Regions from separate parts of the Rattus norvegicus genome. Here regions 2 and 3 are each linked to region 1. The links are chromatin contacts, called in public Hi-C maps. All regions are on one chromosome and are shown on one strand. The core of a region is the stretch at or near the end of the contact, and the rest is flanking DNA. Distances in the headings are between cores, read along the strand shown.

Region 1 (4,655 bases), core at 795-3,294:
TTGGTATAATTTAACCTACAGGGGAAGGCACTAGTTTCTCCTTGGGAGACGTGAGAGAATTAATAAGGCATGAGAGTTAATTGAAGTTAATTGAGACGCCCCGCCCCCTCCCCCACAGTGTCCGTGAGATACAAACACAACCTTAGGAGCCCTTGTCCCGGAGTTCAGAACCTTGATGCTCCTCCAGGTTGAGTTTCTAGTCTCTGCAGCCCCCTAGTGGCCACTGATTTCAGAAGCCTGTACACCATCCTTGACAAATTACGAGTCAATTTGCCTTTGAACAAGAGTTATACAGACAGGAAAGAAAGAGCAGGGGTGCCGAGGGGCTAGTGTCTTGATCCTTTTCATGTTTCCCATAGAAAGGTATTTTTCTGAGGGTTTGCACAACAGAAAAACTGATGAGAACCCAAGCCTACTATGAAAATTTTTAACTCCATAGTCCTTTTCCTTCTCCCTCTGCCTCCCCAAGACAGGATCATTTCTTAAATTCTCCTTGTGTCAAGTCTTATTCCTTAAACAGTTAAATTGGCAGCACATAAAGATTTCAAATATGCAGCTGGAAGCCAGAAGGTCACTGAGAAGCAGTGCTGTTTGTTTTTGTCTGTAGGATTTCACTGGTCAACATGATAGCATAGTGCTGGAAAATACCCTGGCCTTGGAAGAGCAGGGGCTCCACTTGACCGTTCTCTCATGTGGGGCAGTGAGCAAGATATTGTGTCTCTTAGAGCTGGCTAAGGGAGAGTCCACTGGGCAATGTACTGGGGTACTGGGAGAGCTAGCATAAAGTAAGATAGTCAGCCTTGGAGAGAAGGGACTGAGAAATTAGTATAAACTAAACATTAACCTTATCTGGGCTTCTGGTGACACACAGCTGTTATCAGAAAGGAAAGGAGACTGGAGGTAGAAGCCAGCATTTTAAGTGAATAAATAAAAGGCCTTGACTGTGTGAGCCACTGTCCCACACAAACTTCGTTCATAGAATCACATCCATAGCCTGTGGTCTGCTATTCATGGAGGGCTATGGCAGAGTAACAGTCAACAGGACTGGAGGATAGGCTTGGTAGTCTCATGTGACCATACGATCCGGAACTGGAATTAAAAATATTTATCTTATGTGTGGTGGTTTATGTTTGTAACCCCAGCACTTGAAAAGCTGAAGCTGGATTTCCAAGACTTCCTGGTCGGTATTAGCAACATAGTGAGTTCAGGGTTAGCCTGGGCTACCAATCAAGGTCTTATTTTTAAAAAAGCCAAAATAACAAATGGATAAACAAATGGTGTCGTGGTGGGGTGGTTGCTCAGCAGTAGAGTGTCTGCCTGTTTTACAGAAGGCTCGGAATTTCATCCCCAGCACCAGTCTGGAAACCTGTTCAGATATCATTATGAGAAAACAAAGTGGCTGACAGGTCTGAACGGCAGTTTATGCGGCTGAAGAACAACTCGATTCGGAAGTACCAGGCTCTCAGGAATGCTTTCAAATAACTGGAGTGTTAGAGAAGGTTCCCTTTCAAGGCCCTAAGACAAGCTGCTCTTGAATCTTGCGGGGCGGGGGGGGGGGGGGGAGAAGGGGCCATGCTACTCCTGCCTCCTCCTGGTTTTCCTTTGCCTCCAGTTTTATTCCGGATCCTGCTCCTCTGAAGTCGGACACATTTAATCTGTTAAATATATAATTAGAGAGAGAGAGAGTGCTTGGTTGCAACGATCGCTTCCAGTTTTCCCATTTATCCAAAATACTCTCTTGTTCGCACAGCAGAGAAATAGGGCAGGCAATCCGGAGGAAGGAACGGGCACCAACAGCCGGAGGCGGGGCGGGCTTGGTGCTTTTCTGAATGAATACCGAGGGCCTCTGCAGATTTGCATAGGAGCAGATCTCGCAGCAGCATTGGCTGGCGGGCATGGGAGGGGGCGGGGCCGACTGCGTGGGCTGGGCGGCTGCGCTGAGTTCGCTCAGGAGCCCCGCCCTCACGGAGGCCCCGCCCCCTTTCGGCGCGCGCTCGCGGCACTGCCAGCTGCAAGTGGCGGGCGCCCAGGCAGATGCGAGCCAGCAGCTCTGGGGGCGGCAGCGGCGGTGGCAACTGGCTCCTCCCGCTTCTTCTGTCCAGGGGTTCTCGGGGCAGTAAGACGCTTTCCGTTCGCCCCCTGGCCAGTCAACAAAACCGCGGGCGCTGCTGGTAGGTAAGGAGGGAGCTGGCTACGTTGCGGGCTCCTCTGCCCCGAATGTTTTCACTCGGCGGCAGCGGCCGGGGCCGCTCTGGTGCTTGGGAGTGAACTCCGAGGAACGAAGACGTCGGTGACAGCAAGGACGCTGCAAACTTGTGCGCGTGGAGGCAGCGGGAGCCTCCTCTCCGCAACGCAGAGCTCGCGTTCACGCCCAGAAGTTCAGCGGGCAGGGTGATCGATCCGAAGACTTCCTGCAGCGGAGGTCACTTGAGGGGGCGCTAGAAAGCAGCCCCCTCCGGTGGTCCTTGCCTAGACCTGGGAAGGAGCGCAGAGGAGGTGACAGGAACGGAGGACGTGGGCAAGACAGTGACCGACTCAGAACCGCGGCTCGCAGCCTGGAAAGTTGCAGAAGATTGGAGGCGAAGAGGAGAGCTCTGGTCACCGAGGGCTCCTTGAACGGTACCTAATTGCCACCTCCCTCAACCATAGTGATTTCTCTGGTCCCTGAGCAAATGGGGCGCAGCATGGCGAGAGGCGCAGGATCCAGCTGTTGAACCCAAGGTGTCTCACTGTCTCCGAACTCCCCCCTGACTTTCTCATCCGTTTTGCTGAGAACCCTTTTTGCCTCCTTGTAGACTGGGGAAAGCAGGGCGCTCTATAGTGTACACAGTCCTTGAGACCAAGTGGAAGGAGCCGTTCAGGACCAAGGACTATTTGGAGCCCCTTTCTGTTTAGGGGAGAGTGAAAGGTGAGGCTGGACCAGGCAGGGAAGGGAGTCTAGTGTAAACTCGCCCTCCGGAGGGATGGGAGCCCTTGGGTTCCTGTGGCTGCTGCCGCCGCTGCTTTTGACAGCAGCCTCGTACTCCGGAGCTGCAACCGATCAGCGCGCGGGTTCTCCAGCCTCAGGGCCGCCTCTGCAGCCCCGGGAGCCGCTCAGCTATTCGCGCCTGCAGAGGAAGAGTCTGGCGGTGGACTTCGTGGTGCCCTCACTCTTCCGCGTCTATGCCCGAGACCTGCTGCTGCCGCAGCCACCGTCCCCCTCGGAGCCCGGGGCTGGCGGGCTGGAGGCGCGGGGATCACTGGCTCTGGACTGCGACCCTCTGCTCAGGTTGCTGGGGCCATCGCCTGGAATCTCCTGGGCAGAGGGAGCCAGTTCTCCTAGTCCGGAGGCGGCTCCGACGCTGTCCAGGGTGCTGAAGGGCGGCTCGGTGCGCAAGCTCAGGCGTGCCAAACAGCTGGTGCTGGAGCTGGGCGAGGAGACGATCCTTGAAGGCTGCATTGGTCCCCCAGAGGAGGCGGCGGCTGTGGGGATACTCCAGTTCAACCTTAGCGAGCTGTTCAGCTGGTGGATTCTACACGGCGAAGGGCGGCTGAGGATCCGCCTGATGCCTGAGAAGAAGGCATCGGAAGTGGGCAGGGAGGGAAGGCTATCCACTGCGATCCGAGCCTCCCAGCCCCGCCTTCTCTTCCAGATCTTCGGGACCGGTGAGCAGTTCCCACCAGAGTGTGTTGGGATTTGCATTTTTAGTTATAGCGACATGTAGCCACTGTTAACTAACCCTTACTCTCTTCTTAGCCCCCATTTCATCGTACTTGAGCTTAGATCCGTAGTTTCTTCTTATGTACTTGAACATAGTGACTTTCCAATAGAACCTTTTTTTCTCTTTAGCAACCAAGTTGGGAGAAAAGTTTCCCAGTGTTGGCAGAATGCCTTCCACAGACTTACACATGATCCAATTAGATCATAATTGGATGCCCTCCTTCTTGAGCTCTGAGAATGACTGAAACGCCCCTGTAACTCCTAAGTTCCAAGTTACCAGACCTCAAACTATTGCTCTATTTTTTCCCAACTCTTGTTCCTCTTCTGGTCTACTGCCAGTTTGGAGAATGTGGTAGAATTTCCCAGAGAATATAGAATTCCCCTTTATACCGAGTCTCAGCCAACTGCCCGGCGCTGGCCCTCCTCCCCAGTGCTGGCTAGCCCAGAGGTTCTATTTTCCTTAATTATTTATTCTGCCACACTGGATTCCAACCCCCCAGATTGTTTACACACTCAGACTATCACTCTTCTCAGATGTCCCAGGAATGTCCCAGAGGAACTAAGGAACAAGGGACAGGAGAGTTGTAGAGAAAGCGATGAAAATTGTTAAGGTTGCCCTGCTTTGGGGAGAAGCGATAGTTGTCTCTCCTGCCTCCCCCTTTGTTTGCCCTGGGAGTCTTAGCTTGCATGTGTGTGGCAGCTGCTCTGGAGGAGAGTTCTGTGCAGACCCTCACTGCTGGAGGCTCTTGGAGTGAGGTTTCTGTTTCATTTACTTCCCCATTTCTTCCAAAATTCACCGAGTTAAGGCTGTATGTGCAAGCATTTGCTTCCAACTCTGCAGTAGTGTCTTTTGAATGGCAAGCCAGGTGGTTTTGAATGAATGTTTCTCTCATAAGACCGTGAGGGGAAGGGCTTGTGAATGAATTAGATATGCAATGTAAATGAATGAGAAAAA
Region 2 (4,593 bases), core at 1,329-3,828, 630 kb after region 1:
CTGCTGCCTTCCAAAAGTTGTTCGGGTGCAGCTTAGGAGCTGTTCTCTGAGAAGGGAGAAGCTATGGCTGGCGGCTCAGCATGCAGTGCATACCCAGGCATTGATATATACAAATCAAACACTCATAACTCTGGAAGGATCTGGCCCTGTTTCCTCTCTCACAAAATATCCCAGATAATTGGAGCAAGGAGAAGATTACTAATTCTGAGGCTCTAAGTCCCATTTCTAATGCTGATTTACTGTGACGTTTGGGACAAGCTGTTGCTTTAGATTGCTGTTTCCACAATCAAGAGCGCAGAGCACTGAGGCAGATCAGGCCTGTGTGCCTGGTTTAAGAGGCAGTTGTTCAAAATGGCACCACGTGGACCCCCTTCATGACGGCAGATGTTCAGATCTGCTCAAGATTTTTTTTCGGTAACATCCACAGTTCCGTTTACAAGTCAACAGATGTGCGTGTGTTTTTCATAACCCTTAATGCCTGTGAAAATGAGGTCCTGTGTTCTCAGCCCTCCTCCCTCTAGGCACAGAGTTTGGAATCTAAGGGATAATTGAGCCTCTAATATTTGGGGCAAAACAGAATCCAACATATTTTGTTCTCCAGGAGGAGCCTCATTGACACAACTTCTATCCTCACTAGCAAGCAAATGATCCACACATCCTCATTTCCACATGAGTCCTGGACCCACATTGCCTGATGCCTGACTGGCACCTCATGACGTCACAGTGTAACTGCCACGTGCACTTCTACCCATAGCTCTGCTGCCACTCCCCTAGATGTCCAACTCTTCAAAGTCTTCCTTGGGTTTTCTCTCACCACAACCAGCACGTCCCCTGGCTTGAATAGACTTTAGCAAGAAGTCAGAAGTCCCATAGTCGTTGAATAATGCGAATTACATGATATCCAAGCTCCCAGGACAAGGACAATGCTCTATGCTCCTAGCTGCATTAGGCGCAAGCGTCTGGCTCAGAACATGGGCACTGATGACCTTTGCACCAATGCATAGGGTGATACGTATAATTCGTCACCGCTGTCTAAGGAAGGTTTATCATTAAAATAGAATATGAAATGGAAACAATGAAGTATGAGCTCTTATCCTAGAGAAAGGCAATGCGAAAATGCTAAGATAGCACCCATTAAGTCCTTGTGCTTTGCCCAGGGTCCCACCGAGTCTGTAGCCCTGACTTACTCAACGACAGTATTTTGAGATTCAGTGCCCCCAGGCAAAGAAGACTTCCAGTTTACGTCCACAGAGATGGAGAAGGAAGTTCAAACCATCCTTCTCCTGGGTCCTTTCATTGTCAGAAAGCTGCCATATCTGGTAACCATCTCTGCCATCCAAGGCACACATCAACAGAGACAGAAGGAGAGAAGTCACCATAGAGACTATCCGCAGGTCCTGAGATACAGGAGTGGACAGCCCAGTCTTTAAGAAGGATGGATTTGGCACCTTCTACGGCCTCGGTTGTTCCGAGGGCTTGTTGAACATGGAGTGTGTATCACACTGCATGGGTTGGGTGGTTCGGCCACAGATGACAGAAAACACGGCCTGGGAGATGAGAGGCCCTGCTTTTCCCTAATGGGTAACTGACCAAGGCAGACAATGCTCCCAGAGATCTCAGACAGTCTTTGTATCCTTTAGTGAGTTCTTGTACACATGCTTCTGTGTGTGAGTAAGTGTGCGAGTTTGGATGTAAGTATGTAAGGGTGTTCTCATTTTCTTTCTTTCTCTCCTTCTCCTCCTCCTCCTTCCCTTCCCCTCCTCTTCTCCGCCTCCATCTCTCTCCCCTTTACGCTCTCTTCCCACCCAGCGCTTACCCATTCAAGCCTGTGGATCAAGCGTTTCTGTCTATCTCTGCTCCTCTGCTGGGCCAGAGCTCCATAAAGCAAAGTTGTCTTTCCTTCACTCTCTCTTTACACCTGCTTGCCACACCAGCATTCGACAGATATGACACAGATTGGGGTACTGAGATAGCAAAGAAGGAGCCAACTGAAGATTGTCTTCTGCCAGTCTGACTTCTCTGGTTTCTCCTTCCCAGGAACCCTTCAATGTCGCTTCACAGAAATGAGCACAGAAAATCAATGCTTAAGGGTGGGGAGATGGCTCCGTGGGTAAGAACATTTGCTGCACTCCCATGAGGACCTGAGTTTGAGTCTCTAGTACCCATGCAAAGCACTGGACTTGCTGGTATGACCTGCAACCCAGCACTAGGGAGGGCAGATGAGTCCAGAGAATCACTGGAGCTTGGTGGCCTCCAGCCTAACTCCAGGTTCAGCAAGAGATTCTTTCTCAAGGGAGAGAGATAGAGCAGGATGCCCAGTGTCTTCCTCTGGCTTCCACATGCACACACAGAAATGCACACACAGAAATGCACACGCCACACAAGAGAAAATAAAAATTAACCAAGGGGAAAAACCAGTGATTGGAAGCCTTGACCTGGGAGTGTGGAAGGGTTTCTATAATTCTCCATGCAGTTTATCTGAAGATCTGTTTCCTTCTTTCCAGAAGGCTCCCTTACCTCAACCAGCCTGGTTATGCAAGAGAGAACTCTCTGACCCTTGGCAGCCCTAGAAACTCTATATTGACTTTTCTCTTGGTGTTATGCCCAGAGGAGAAACCGAGTCTTGAGGTGGTAAATTACCTCAGAGAGTTGGGCTTGTGGATGCAGAAACATTCCCAATTTAGCCTGACCTTCGACATGGCGCATTCACATTCACCAAGAGTCACAGCAAACGAACACATGCCCAGCCACTGCCTAGTCAGATCCAACCAGGGTGGGTCCTAGGAATCCAAAGCTGCCCTGCTAGCCCAGCCCCGCCTCCGCTAGTCCAGCCCCGCCTCCGCTAGTCCAGCCCCGCCTCCGCTAGTCCAGCCCCGCCTCCGCTAGCCCAGCCCCGCCTCCGCTAGCCCAGCCCCTCCTCCGCTAGCCCAGCCCCGCCTCCGCTAGCCCAGCCCCGCCTCCGCTAGTCCAGCCCCGCCTCCGCTAGCCCAGCCCCGCCTCCGCTAGCCCAGCCCCTCCTCCGCTAGCCCAGCCCCTCCTCCGCTAGCCCAGCCCCTCCTCCGCTAGCCCAGCCCCTCCTCCGCAGCCGGTGAGTGAAGTCAATTATGCAGATAATGGGATGGATGAGGCAGGGCTTTCTCGTAGCAGACATTATTCTAATAGAAATGCGTGCCGCGACCCCAGCCTCGCGACAGTCCATTTCAGAAGACTTTTACTGAACAAATCAACTGCGCAATAAGAAATGGGAGAGAGTGGTTTTCTCTCAGCAACATCTGCCAGTTCCATCCTAAGCAGCCAGGTCCCAGACAAGCCCCAGCTGTGAAAATGAGCCCCCTCCCCCTCTTTTTGGATCGTACTAAATGGCCAGGGAAGGGCTCTGAACCACAGTGCCCATCCATCAAACGCCTCTTACACCACCCAGCATTCTTTCTCTCTCACCAAAGCCTTGTTATTCCCTCAGTCCACATTCAGACACACACCTTTTTGTCAGCTACTTAGAATCATTAAGTGAACTTAATTAGGTTTGTCAATCCCTGAGGCTGGGAGGATTGCGAATAAGGCCTCATAGTCACCGCCCATTAACAGTCTGTTGCCTGAATGAGACAGTGCGTTTTCTGAGCAGTGCGTGAGCAGCGTTCAATATGTCCTCTGCAAAGACCTGCTCCGTGAGTACAGGAAGCACCCACTTCCAAGAGCTGCCTCCTGGAAACCTGACCTGGCCCGTGGCCCAAATGATCACCTCCCAGAATCCTCCTGGGCTAATTTTCAACAATCTGTCTATAAAGCTCGTACAAGATGGAGAGGTGAATACATTCTTATGCAAAAGCAGGCTTGAGCCAAGACCTCTAGCCAAGTGTGGTTTAGACAAGGAAAAAAAAAAAGTAAGACCAGCAACAACTCCTGCGAATCTAAAATCTACTCTGGAGAAACAGAAAGAACCAAACAGATCTCACAGTTACCACACAGCCAAAGAGAAGGGAGGCCTGCCTGCTAGGCTTCTGGATAAGTGCTTACTCTACCTTTTCCTTAACCAGATGTCCCACTGGAGAAGGGGAAGGCTCTTGTAGCCATGGAAACACTGCTTCCCTCCCCATCCAAAGGGAAAGTGTTGGGGTTGGGCCTCAGGGGTAACCTGTGTGATTATCAGTCTGTTGTCATATTAGCAATAATATGCCTTGACCTTGCCTCCCATCAGCCCTAGAATACTCTCTACCTGTACTAAGAGTATGTGTGGGACCTAAGCCTGAGGCTAAACTCACTGTGAGGAATGACCCAGTGTCTGTATCTTTGGGAAAGTGACTATAAAAGAATAATTGGACCAGAAGGATTCAGAGCCAGGAGGAAGTCTTGCCTCTCTCTAGCAGGGAGGGGCTTCCAGAGCCTCTGCTCTTTGGTTCTGCTGGAGACACAAACCAGGCAGCATCCAAAGCAGAGAAGCCTAAATCACAGCTGGCCTGGTCTTCACCTCATCTTTTGGCCAGTTCCCTCACAGAAGATGAGCTCCAGGAATTAGCCCCCGTTGTACCAGGCCCCATCACCTGCCCCTCCAGACTCCATTCCCACATTCACCTCTGTCCTGCAGATACCTGCCAC
Region 3 (4,486 bases), core at 682-3,181, 930 kb after region 1:
AGGGAAGGCCAGGCCAGGCCAGGCCAGGCCAACTATGCTGGAGCCAACAGAGGACAGCTTGCGGTAAGAGCTACCAAGAGTTAATGTATACCATTTCTTTTCTTTGTTTTTTCTTTCTTTTATTTTTCTTCTTTGTAGCAGAATGGTTGTCCTTGTGTTGCTTTAAAAAATAATAAATAATATTATTAATATTAAATAAATTAATAGATAAGGTCCCAGTTTTGTTTTTGTTTTTTTTTTTTGTTTTTTTTTTTTTGTTTTTTTTGAAAAACAAAAAAAGTTATCTGGTTTTGCCCATTCACTTAAGCAATGCTTTTAAAACCAAGTCAGCCACTCACAAGACAGAGGCAAGGAAGCCAGCCTGGTGCACAAAGCAAGTCCCAGGCCAGTTGAGGTTATATGAGCTGTTGTCCAAAGCAAATAAATAAATAAATAAGGAAGGAAGGAAGGAAGGAAGGAAGGAAGGAAGGAAGAAAGACCTGGAGCTAAAAAGATGATTCAGCAGTTACAAGTACTTCCTGCCTTTCCAGGGCACTGGAACTCTGTTCCCAGCAACCCTGCTGGGCAGCTCACATTTGCCAGCAAGTCCAGTTCCAAGACAGTCATCACCCTGTTCCGGGCTCTGTGGGCACCTGCATACACATGGCAGACACACGTACAGAGACGCGAATTCACATAGACATCAATAAAATTGATTTAAAAAAACCCACAAAGCAAGTATCCAGAACCCGATGACACACTGTGGTAATCCCAACACTAAGGAGGCAGAGACAGGAGGATCGGGAGAGGGCTCATTGAGAGTTTGAGACTAGCCTGGGCTACGTGAGGGCTTGCCTCAACAAGGAAAGAACTAAGTGCCTTGTGAACCTGAAAATGCACTGCAAGTTTCTACAAATGAATGTCTTTTTCTCATAAACTTGTACATTCGCCGACCCAGAGACCTCTAAACACAAAAGAAATTCAGTTTTTGTAATGCTGGAAATCTCTCAGTCTATATTTATAAACACCTCTGAAACGCAGTGCTGTCCTGTGAACCTCGTGGGGTGCAAAGCCCGGGTGGATCACGGTATTAGAGCCCTCTCGCGGCAGTCAGTCTGGCCTCTGTATTACGGACACACAGTCACAGAGACGTCTGGAAGGACACATGCGATAACACTGGTCTTGCTTACTTCAAGATCAAAATTAGTGGTGACCTATTTCTGCCAGTATGTACAACCCTGACTGTCCTGCGGTTTATTCTGCAAGCTCAGTCCCTTCATAGAGCAAGATGGCCTCAAACTTAGAGACCCACCTGCCTCTGACTCCCAAATGCTGATATTAAAAGCATGCCCGACTTATTCTTTTCACTTTTCAGTAGACTTGAAGTTTTCAAAAGTTTGGAAAAGAAGCCAAGTGACAATTAAAATTATTCCTCACGCTGCCATTGAGCGAATGTGTAATCCTATCTCTTATGGACAAAGTCCGTGCAGCGGGGAGAGGGTGGTGAGCTGGGGGCGGGGGTGGGGGGGTTGTCCATTATGGAAATGAGGGGGAGCCTGCAGTCTCTGGTGCTTCACTGTTACACACTACAAGTCGCCCATGCTGCTTCTGCCAAGCTGGGTGTTTGCTCAGGCTAGTCCACTGGGTCTGTGTTCAGGCCCAGGACATGAGAATATCAGCTTGGGGGCGGGGGAGGGAGGCACTGCCCACTTCGGAGAAGCTGGAGGGAATTGGAAGGCGCAATCGGAAGACCCTGTGTCCTCCAAACTGGGATGCATTTCGGGGGCGGGGGGGAAGAAAGAAAGAAAAAGAAAAAAAAGAGAAAAAAAAAAAGAGCTGGAAGCACCTTGGAGATTCCCGAAGGCTGTAGGAGAAAGCGGACAAGTTCACCAGGGCAGCGTTCTCAGGCAGCCCCACTTCCTGCGGGTAATGGCGTGCTGATAAGAGAGTTGCCCGGAGGAAGACTGACACCTTGTGGTTCACTTTGATTTTGACGATTTCCACTTGGACCCCAGAAAGAAACCAGGGCAACTGGACAGGCCTAGAGAATGAACATCCATTGGCATTCCTTGACTCTAGGCGCAAAAGCAATTCCACCGTGTTCACGAAACTTGAGCAGCACACTGGATTATACTGCAAAATCCACAGCCAAGATGTCCGCTGGAAGAAGGAGGCCTGGGTCCCGAGAACAGCCATGCTCTCACCACCTCACCCGTTTGGTTTTTTACAAGCTGAAAATCTCTCCGTTAACCGAGATTAACAGAAGGCCTCAATTCTAAGGAGTTTTAGTTGCAGGTTTCCAGAACACCTCTATCAAGGAACTATTTGTCCTGCCTTTCCTGAGGCACTCATTCATGAGGTAAGAGTTGGCAGGCTCTGGTCATCTGTCCCAAATACCCAAACCTATGAAGGCAGAAGCAACAGGCATGATTTTTCCAAAGTTAAAAAAGAGAGGTCTGGAGAGATGGCTCAATGGTTAGAGCATTGGCTGCTCTTCCACACAGCTCTCTGTACCTCCAGTTCCAGATCTGACTCCCTCGCACAGATATTCATAAAGACACAACACAGACACAACAATGTGTTGTTATGTTAAATGGTTAACAATAATAAATTTATTAAATAAATGGTTAGAATAATAATCAGTTCTTTCTAAGCAAAGAGGAATGCATTCAGTTATAATATTCCAAGAAATCAATTCTCATAAGCCTACTGACTGTCAAAGAGCAAATCTAATTTCTATAGGATTTATGTTTAATTTGGGTCAGGAGTGTTTGCCCTGTGAAACTTGACCTGAAATCTGTTGAAGCCAGATGAGAGGCAACATGACAGATCTATGGAAATCTCAAGTACCAAAGCCTGCACCCAGACTCCTACCTATCTGCAAACGTTATCATCTTTATCAAATTTGCGGCACTTAGAGTCACCCAGGAGACACTCTGGGCACTCCTGTGGGGACATTTCCAAAGAGGTTTAACTGAAGAGGAATACCCCTCCTCGGGTAGCACCATCGCACAGACTGGAGCCCCAAACCCAATAAACAGGAAAGGATACAGAAAGTGAATGAGTGCTAGCATTCCTCTCTCCCTGCTTCCTGATGGTAAGCAGTGTGACCAGCTGCCGTTTTCCTGCTGCCGAGCCTTCTGTGCCTTGATGGGCCACATACCCTCAAAATGGTGGATCAAAACAAGCTCTCTTTTCTGAAGTCGAGTTTCAGCATCCTAGAAAGATACTGGCACAGCACCTACACAGTAGCACAAGGGCCCGGGAAACGCCCTTATTTTATCAGGGCACTAAAAACAGCCCATATGTCATGGATCAGGAAATGCTCCGACAGTCTGAAACTCCAGGGTGGGACAGTGCCTTAGTTAGGGTTTTACTGCTGCGAATAGACACCAGGACCAATGCACTCTTATCAGGATAGCATTTAATTGGGGCTGGCTTACAGGTTCAGAAGTTCAGTCCATTATCATCAAGGCAGGAGCCTGGCAGCATCCAGGCGGGCATGGTGCAGGAGAAGCTGAGTTCTACATCTTCATCTGAAGGCTGCTTGGAGAAGACTGGCTTCCAGGCAGCTAGGAAGAGGGTCTCAAAGCCCAAGCCCACAGTGACACACTTCCTCTGACAAGGACACACCTCCTAATAGTGTCACTCCCTGGGCCAAGCATATTTAAACCATCGCAAACAGGAATTGGTATAGGAGTCCCCACACCCTGAACTGATCTTGACACACTTGAGAATGGTGAAGTTTTGTTCCTAAATTGGTCAGCTCTCCAAAGCGCATTGCCTAAGAGTTAGACCACAGACTGCTACATACATATAGGATACCATCCGTGTGGAGACAAAGAAACCAATTGCCTCTCATCAGCGCATCTGTCTGATGCAGATCCACAGAGAAAGATGAAGAGGGACCAAGGTCAGAAAGAACTGCTGTTGCCTCCACATGCAGTTGAAGAGGATTAGGGGTGATGGGCTCTGGCCTAAGCCACAGCCTTTGTCTTCTCTTTAGAGCAGTGGCTTTCAACCTTAACGCTGTGGATCTTTAACATAATTCCTCCTGTGGCAATGACCCCCTAAGTCTAAAATTATTCTTGTTGCGATGTCATAACTGTAATTTTCCTGCTGCTATGAATTGTAATGGAGATATCTGTTTTTTTCAAAGGCCTCAGCCAACCCCTATGAAAGGGTCCTTGACAACCTCCAAAGGGTCAAGACCCACAGGTTGAGAACCACTGCTTTAATAGCGTGCATTCTACACCACTTGCCTAGTTTAAGTAGCTTCTAATGTTAGGCTGGCCTGATGTCTCAACAACGAAAGGCACTCACCTCCAAGCCTGTCAGCCACTGACACGGATCTGCCTATGAGTTGTCCTCTGACTACATACATGACATGAGATGCAAGTGCACATGAGAGAGAGAGAGAGAGAGAGAGAGAGAGAGAGAGTGTGTGTGTGTGTGTGTGTGTGTGTGTGTGTGCGCGCGCACACTCACCCAAAGAGGAATAATGGTA

The links. A called contact is a pair of places that touch in the nucleus more often than the background predicts.
Region 2: a Hi-C map of liver shows a contact between it and region 1, with 2.3 times the contacts expected there. The contact joins the enhancer-like site here to the promoter of Alk in region 1. A contact is called at or near these places in 4 of 12 Hi-C or Micro-C datasets (Schwann cells, frontal cortex, liver and 1 more).
Region 3: a contact with region 1 is called in a Hi-C map of liver, with 5 times the contacts expected there. The contact joins the enhancer-like site here to the promoter of Alk in region 1. A contact is called at or near these places in 2 of 12 Hi-C or Micro-C datasets (Schwann cells and liver).

The regions. Positions count from the first base shown.
Region 1 is chr6:28,629,433-28,634,087 of GRCr8, forward strand. Alk (ALK receptor tyrosine kinase) reads left to right here and starts at 2,045. Exons shown (of 29, transcript NM_001169101.3): 1 at 2,045-3,645. The coding sequence starts at 2,964.
Region 2 is chr6:29,258,988-29,263,580 of GRCr8, forward strand. All of the region lies in intron 9 of Alk (ALK receptor tyrosine kinase), which reads left to right. Among named protein-coding and RNA genes, the nearest start is that of Clip4, 190 kb to the right of the region's middle. Within about 2 kb of position 2,579, at least 29 of the 93 cell types and tissues checked have an H3K27ac peak or open chromatin away from gene starts, as enhancers often do. A contact at or near this core is called in liver, where this site is marked.
Region 3 is chr6:29,556,175-29,560,660 of GRCr8, forward strand. No RefSeq gene overlaps it. Among named protein-coding and RNA genes, the nearest start is that of Togaram2, 9.4 kb to the left of the region's middle. Within about 2 kb of position 1,932, at least 6 of the 93 cell types and tissues checked have an H3K27ac peak or open chromatin away from gene starts, as enhancers often do. A contact at or near this core is called in liver, where this site is marked.